Regions from separate parts of the Gossypium hirsutum genome. Here all the other regions are linked to region 1. A link is a contact called in public Hi-C data. All regions are on one chromosome and are shown on one strand. Each heading gives the region's core, a stretch centred on a gene start, on an enhancer-like site or on the middle of the called end of the contact. The rest is flanking DNA. Distances are from core to core; before and after follow the strand shown. Region 1 holds the start of LOC107913124 (LRR receptor-like serine/threonine-protein kinase ER1). Region 2 holds the start of LOC107913198 (zerumbone synthase). Region 3 holds the start of LOC107913069 (RNA demethylase ALKBH10B).

What was found. Hi-C and Micro-C count contacts between places; a contact is called where the count stands out from the background.
Region 2: a contact with region 1 is called in a Hi-C map of leaf, with 2.4 times the contacts expected there. The contact joins the promoter of LOC107913198 here to the promoter of LOC107913124 in region 1. A contact is called at or near these places in 2 of 34 Hi-C or Micro-C datasets (both in leaf).
Region 3: a Hi-C map of leaf shows a contact between it and region 1, with 1.9 times the contacts expected there. The contact joins the promoter of LOC107913069 here to the promoter of LOC107913124 in region 1. A contact is called at or near these places in 2 of 34 Hi-C or Micro-C datasets (both in leaf).

Annotation. Positions count from the first base shown.
Region 1 is chrD08:11,183,136-11,185,835 of Gossypium_hirsutum_v2.1, reverse strand. LOC107913124 (LRR receptor-like serine/threonine-protein kinase ER1) reads right to left here and starts at 1,306. Exons shown (of 1, transcript XM_016841592.2): 1 at 1-1,306. The coding sequence starts at 830.
Region 2 is chrD08:11,332,311-11,335,010 of Gossypium_hirsutum_v2.1, reverse strand. It overlaps LOC107913198 (zerumbone synthase), which reads right to left and starts at 1,342. Exons shown (of 3, transcript XM_016841706.2): 1 at 1,167-1,342; 2 at 909-989. The coding sequence starts at 1,288.
Region 3 is chrD08:11,000,917-11,003,616 of Gossypium_hirsutum_v2.1, reverse strand. It overlaps LOC107913069 (RNA demethylase ALKBH10B), which reads left to right and starts at 1,360. Exons shown (of 7, transcript XM_016841515.2): 1 at 1,360-2,110. The coding sequence starts at 1,570.

The DNA.
Region 1 (2,700 bases), core at 57-2,556:
TTTCTTTCCAACTGGAGGTTCGTAATGGGGAATGAGAACAGCTGGCTGGGGATGGGACCGGTGAACTGGTTCAAACTCAAGTCTAGGTAGTTTAACTGGTCGAGCCGGGATAGAAGCCTGTCAACCGCCCCAGTCAACTGGTTCCAGGCGAGAGAGAGGGACTGGAGCGAAGGAGGGAGGGAGTCCGGAGCGAGCGAGCCGGTGAGTGCATTGTGTTTGAGGTCCACCCGGGTTAGGACTTGGGAGAGAAACGGAGGGACCGAACCGGAGAGATGGTTGTGGCAGAGGATAACGTTGGTGAGCTCCGGCAAGGTTCCGATGGAGCGAGGGATTTCTCCGGTGAGCAGATTGTAGCTGAGATCAAGCGTCTTAAGACTTCTCAATTGGCCAAGAGTCGCCGGGATATCCCCGGAGATAAAATTCCGGCTGATCGCTAAAAACCGAAGGTCCTTTAACTGTGAGACTGACTGCGGCAACGAACCATAGATCCGACCCGGAACTATAGATAACTCTGCAAGAGCAGATAGTTTGCCAATGGCAGGGTCTATTCTTCCAGTTAAACCCGGAGAACCAGCACGCAGGTCACCCAGATTAAGAGCTATCACTTTATCGGAATCACAGTAAACTCCGGCGAAATTACAAGGATCGGAGGTAAAATCCCATGAAGCAAAAAAATTAGAGCCAGGCAAATCATGCAGAGACTTCCTAATGGACTGTAAAGCTAAAAAATCAAGTGGGTCCAAAATTGCAACAGCAAAGAACTTACATAGAAAGAGAGCAATCAAAAACAGAGCATAAGAACCCATTCTTCTCCTTCCTTGTTTACCCATTGATAGAAAAAAAACAAAACAAAAAACAAAAAGAAAGGGGTTTATATAAGAACAAAAAGAGAACGCTTTTGGGTTGGAGAAGGTGGATTTTCGTGAGAGAAGACTACCAGTTTCTCGTGGGACAAAACCGTGAAAGCTTTTAATGGCGAATCAATCAGCATATAAAGATTATATACACATTATATATAAAAAGCAAACAAAGATTTGGCTTGAAAAAGAAGCAAAAGACCAAAGAGAAAGAAAGAACAGAAGACTTAAAATTTTTTTGGTGGGATTCTTGCTTCTGAATCTTCCTTCCTTTATTGCTTGCTTTCTCTGTTTTCTCTTCTTGATGATGGGGCTGGTTTACTTTTTCATTATTTTGGCTTCAAAGAGAAGATGCAGAGCATTGACGGCTTACTTCTAACACTAATGAATGGAACTGGCAAACTAACAAAGGGCGTGAGTGTATCTATGTCTCTCTTTTTTTTTATTAATCATTATTATTTAATTAGTCTTTATTGTTATTATTTACTGTTCTGATTTTGTTTCTTTATTGTTGGTAGGTTCGGTAATAAACGGTTGTCCGAGCCTACGTGGAATACGGGGAGCTAGGTAAGGGAGACATGTCAGCAGATAAGGGCGGTTGTTCGAAGCAGACATCACGTGACCATACCGGTGACCATCCCCAGGTAAGGAGGGAAGATGCAATTAAGGACACCCATGAGCCACGAGCCTCGAAGCTGACTGGCTGAGGTCTCACTTTAGGATTTTACATTTTACTTTAATTGTTAACTAATATTTATTTCTATCAAAAAGAATATTTATTTATTTTTTCATTACGTGGATCTAGATTTGCCCACGAGTCGGGCCGGGTCAGGTCTTGACAAACATTTAGGCCTACTTAATAGATTTGGACTCAATTCGACTCGAAAGATGGCTCAAAATTTTGTTCAAATCAGACCCGAATAAAAATACTAAAATCCAGGTTTAGCCTCCCGTATTATTTTTTTATAATAATTTTTTAAAAAATATAATACATCAAAAACACTAAAAGTATTAAAATAAATATTTTTCAACAAATTTAAAATAAATTAAAAAATTTTTATACTTAAATAATACTAATATAAGTACAACTTAACAAGCAAATATCTCTAAAATAGTAGCAAATTGAATAATAAAATAAGAGTTATACAATATCCAAATAATGACAACAAATTAATAGCGACATAATAGTAAAATGACAGTAAAACAATGATAAAACAGCAAGAAAACAGTAGATTTTTTTTTTACAAATTCGGCCCAGGCCTGGATAGGCCCATGCCAAAAAGCCTTACTCGAGGCTTGATTCGTTTTCTAAATGGGCTTTATTTTTTCCCAAGTCCATTTTTTGAACTTACAATTTTACCCAAACCCTCCCACTTTTCAAGTCAAGCCGACATGTTTACTTTAATCAATATTCAACCAAAGATAAATCCTTTTCATTGAAAAAAAATTCCCTTTTTATCTTTTGAAATCATCATTTCTTTGATTAATTCTTTTCTCCTCACTTCAATTATGAGAAATTCTAATTAAATGCTTGTTGAAGGGATTAGTTCTTTCGAGAGAAATCTTTGAGTGGTTGTACATCCACGTACGGTTGAGGTGCCGCTTCGCGTGTACTGTACATGGCTCTCCATAGAGTGGAGGACAAAATCCTCTTTCGGAAAACAATATCTTCTATTGTTGAGGGACTGGATCGACATTCTTGAGAGCAGCACTTCAAAAACTTGTATGAGAGAAAACAATCCCCTCAACAAATCTTGATTTCTTTATTTATTGAATTTTAGATGAATCTTGTTAAACACTTAAGAAACCTAAATCCCAATAATCATTCACAATAGAATGGAAA
Region 2 (2,700 bases), core at 93-2,592, 150 kb before region 1:
CCCTTAATTCAATAGCTGAATGAGTAATATGTAGAATAAGCTGATATGATATTACAGATATGATAATATATTCGACACATTAAATTTTGAAAAAGGAAAAACTTTATTTAATAAATTTAACAATTATTATTTGGTGAGGACTAAAATTTAAAATTTTAAAAAAATATAAAAACTAAAAATAACTGAATAAAAATACACAAATTAAATCCACAACTAAGGGAACTAATAACAGAAAATAATAAAAGAAATAGCCTTTGAAAATCCAAGAATCACATTTTACATCGAATTTGAGCCGGACTCAAAACTGAAAAGAGGAAAATTTTCTAAGACTTTTTTCCATCTATGAGATTGGCTTTGCTAAACACCATTTGAATAGTTGAATTAGAATAAAGTAAACATTAACCAATTTCTTTTTATTAAAAAAGCTACTGATCTTTTCCATGGGGTATCTTCCAAAGCTATCACATGCATTGTTGAATTAGAAACAAATTGTGCTAAAAAGTAAAATGGAATTTCCAGTAAAAGCCAAGGGATCACTAGAACAAAAGAGAAAAACAACCTTTTTTTAATATTTCATGGAAGATCTTCTCAGAGTACAGTGACACCGACCAGACTTTTTGTTTATTATTGGATCAATATCATCAATGACGATTTAAAAAAAGCTTTTGATTATTAATTATAAAGGAATTAAAAAAGGTAAAGTCGAATCTAGGGGCAAAGGCCATGGGGTCTAGGGATTTTAGCCTTTTTTAATACCTCTGTAGGCTTTAATGGCGTTAACCTCCTTTTTAACTAACAACTTAAAACAAATCACCAAAATTAAAAGTAAAAAAAAGGTCAAATATTATACACTTTAATTTAAAGCACTGTGAAAATAATAAAAAGAAGGAAGAAGAACGTTGCTATACCTTCCGGTTTGTGTCGATAATTCCCTGTTATAAAAGCTCTGAGGAAGTGAGGCTCTACATATGAAGCCATTAATGATGTTTCTGTAGTAGCAAACTAAATACAGTAAGCTGCACTTCCAGAAAATAAAGAAAGAAGAAAAGAATCCCAGAAAATATTGTGAAATGATTTGAGTTCTTTTTGTATGAATCTGTAACTCAAAAATAAGTTGGAATAGCACAAAAGAACAAAGACCCAAAAATGTGAAGAAAGTCACAAACCTGAATCCAATCCTCAACATGCTCTCTATGAGGGAAATATTGTGTTCTTTAAGGATGGAGAGAGAGACGGGGAAGGTGGGGATGTGGTGAGCTATATTTTTGAGAAGCCAAGTGAGGACCATTTGACAAGAGAGAGAGAAAAGAGGAATACATATTTTTGAGTTTCCCAAAGATGCCCCATTGATTGAACCAATCCAGTTAATTGAACCATATGATACAAGGTATGACAAGTTAGGATACGGTCAAACGAGAAGGGCATTCTTGTCATTGAAATTAGTTTCATTAAATGACAGAGAATAGAAAAGAGGGGCGGCAAAGGAATCAACGAAGTCAATAATATTAATAGCATAGAAATTATATTAGTTATAAAACATTATAAATTTTTTTACAATTAAAATTTATTTATATAGACGTAACAATAAGCAATATTTAATTAAACTTAATTTGAAGTAAATTTATAAGAGTAGATGGTGGTAAATTAAGTAGATTAATTTATATTATTAAAATATTCATATTTTATATTATGAAATATTTATTATTAGGTACTTATAAGTTATATATATTACAAGGTTTCATGCTTTCAGCCAACATGGAAGCTTAATTTTTTTACACATAACATATTATCCCTTAACACCTCAGAATTTTGATATTTCATCTGGTACTATTCCAGGATCGTATGCAATGAAATACCAAAAATATTAGAAAATGATTCAGATCAAAGAATTTCATGAAAGGAAAATTGATGTTGGAGATGGAAATCAATAGAAAGAATTGTGAATGTGCAAATTCAGCAAAAATGACTAAATTGCAATTTTAAAAAGTTGGCATAAGAATAAGTTGGGATATGTATTGGTGTGATGAAAATCACTTTTGAGACCAAATTGAAAAGATTTAAAAGTACATGGATTAAATTATAAATTTCCTCATTATTATCGAGAGAAGGATGTAACTACCCAAGGATTCTTACTAATCACTAAAGGTGAATTATGGAATTTGAGTGATTAAGTGCCTACTTGTGAAAAAATGCGGTTTGAGGCAAAAAAAGGTAAAATGGTAATTTTACTATATAAGGGCATTTTAGTTTTTACTCAAGAATTTTATAACAAAAATATTATTTCATGAGATATTTGATAATTGGTTTTAACATAGTCCATTAGACATGACAGTTGGTTAATGTGTTGATCTGTGCAATTAGACAATGAGTTATCTATCAAAACTCTGAACTGTAAAACTATGAATCTGTCTCCATATGAATGTTAAATAATAATTTCAATTTTTTGGATCTCTGAACTCTGAGTATACCTCTACCTAAAGTATAAGAAAGTCATTGGTCTCAATTAATAAGTTATCTATGGTTATTATTGTGCCCTAATAAACTTAGTGAAATAGTTAGGATACGATTGACATGCCAATAGGGATTAGATGTGGAGTTCTATTGTGATATAGAGTTTTGTTGCCTTTGAGTCTTACACATATTATATGCAATCTTTGTTGTCTTCAGTTATGCACTCGTGTGCATTCTTTGTTACCTTCG
Region 3 (2,700 bases), core at 111-2,610, 180 kb after region 1:
TGTTGGACCCACACAACATTGCCCACCTTTTGATTGTCGTCAATGTCCATCATTTTTGTTAGCCCCGCCCTCCCCCCCTTTGGTTCGCCAACTTGCTTTGGTTGGTTGGTTACTCCTCTATTCACAAACATAAATGAAAAAAATAATGATTAAAATATAAAATTAATTTCAAATGTCATGTAACACAAACATATAAGAACATGAGATGTCATCATCTTTAATTTTTCTTCTTCACTACTGTATTCCCACGTGTTTAATTATAATTGGACTGATTGCAATGTGACTAAAATGAATAAAAAAACATATGATTTATTTTTGATTTTGTAGACAATTAATATACACATCTTTAATTTGGGTTGAAGTAAATAATGGGATGGTATAGGAGTAGAGGCCAAGTAAGATAAACGTGATTGATTTATTAATCATGTAGGTGTAAAGGCATGGATGGTATTAAATTATATTTCACACAAGAGTTCAAGTCTCCAATATTTTTGGAGGATGAAATTTGAACTATAGAAGGTTTAGTATATTTTAGGGTGAAACCATTTTTTAATCCATCAAAATGTAAATGTAAGTAGAAGATGAAAGGAGGATTCACATATCGTTATATTTTAGCTTAAAGGAAGTAAAGCGGTAATTTTAGCATGTTTGGACCTACCCTGGCGCAGCCCTAGTTTGGTTTGTTAGGAAATTCAACAGGCTTTAATGTTGGAACTTTCCTTCTTTTTTACCAAAAATAATAATCAAGGAATTAGGTATGGGGATCAATTTGTCAAACATTGGACAAGAATTTTGCTTGCTAGACCCTGAGAAAAATTATATGAAAGGACAATGAAAATTAAATTACATTGAAATAAATAATGAATGCATGGATGCCCTGCCAATGCCATAATTACCTTTTTATGTTTGACTTAAACCATAACCCACCCTCATCCAAATTGAGATGGAAATAAAGATGTAAATTACGGAATTAAGCATGTGCTAATGGTACTTGCTTCAGGTGGTTGCGTTGGACTTGGGAAAATAATCAAATATAGGAAAAAATATTTGATTTTTTAAACTCTAAAAAAAGCATAGTCAAAACTCTCAACCTCTCCTACAGTATTTATTTATTTAAAAGTAAATGTGATGTCTTTGAATTTAGCAATAGATGATGGTAATTACTCAGCACCATTTTAATATTATTCATTCCCGGGCTGGAATGGTAATTTCACATTCCATTCCTTCCACTTGGTTAAGCCACGTCACCATCCCCAGAGGCTGCCATGTCACCACCTTCTGGGGTGCCCACCCACACGTACGGCCAAGTCACTCCCTAAAAGCTCCTCTAAATATATAACCCTCTGCCCCTTCTCTAACACCAATACAATAATAAAAAATACAAAACAAAAACCCATATTGGTGCTTCCCCCATCTTGCTTTCTCTCAACAATATCAACTGAATTATCGGCCGACAGGTATTTCTCCCAATACCCAATTCTTCGGAGCATCCGGAAAGCCCAGAAATAAGTTGTTTCCGGCTTCCTCCTATTTAGTCAAATTTGTAAAGGGAAAGGGTGGACAGTAAAGATGCCAATGGCGGCGGGGGCAGCGACGCCGAGGGAAAGGGTTCAAGCTATGGGGCCAGCAGCGGTGGTACCGATGATGCAAGCTGTGCCGGCTGTTGCTGATGTTTTGGCCAAGGACACGATCATTTCTTGGTTCCGAGGGGAATTCGCGGCGGCCAATGCCATCATCGATGCTCTTTGCGGTCATTTGGCGCAGCTTCAAGGAGGGGGCGGTGAAGGATCCGAGTACGAGGCGGTGTTCGCGGCGATCCACAGGAGGCGCTTGAATTGGATTCCTGTGTTGCAGATGCAGAAGTACCACTCCATTGCTGATGTGACGGCGGAGCTGAAAAAGGTGACTGCCAAGAAGACCGGAGGAGGAGATGGAATTGGCAAAGAGGAAATGGAAGGTGGCGTTGGCGGAGGAGGAGAAGACGGCGGTTGTTTGGATGATGTGAAAGAAGAAGAGAAAGTCGCCGAGGAAGTGGTGGAAAATGAAGCAAATGGGGAGGTTGGTTGCGAGGAAGAAGAAGATTCCCCTGACAGTGACATTACTGATTCAGGTAACCTCACGACTAAAAGAAAAAAGTGATTTTCTATTATAAAGTTTGATTGTTGTTCAATTATATATATATTTACATTCATTACGATTTGTTCCTCTGTTGAACTCATTTCTGATTGATCCTTTGGATCTTGCCTATTTTCTGGGTGTTTCCTTGTTGGAATTTTCAACGGAAAATCGGGCCAAGTTACTGGGATTCCTACGACACTCACTGTGCTTGAAAAATCCAAAACTCTGGACTTGGTTCTGTTTTCTTCCATTATTGCCAATCGATCAGTTGATGTCTTCAATCTCGATCAGTTTGGTTACTTGAATTCTTCAAATTTGCTTTCTTTCTGCTTTTTTCTTTTTTTATCAATCAACCAAAAAGACAAGAGAAAAATATCGCCTTTTTTTGTCTGTTCTAATGGCAGAGAGGCGTAAGGCATTTGAATCTCAATTTTTACAGTGTTTGATCAAGCGAGAAATTGAATCTCTTTATACCTTCTTTTTTTCTTTTCTCTTTCGTGTAAAAAGGCGCAATCATTTTCCTTCATTTTCTATCTAACCAAACAAAATGATGTATATTTCCAGGTTTGATCAGATATTCAA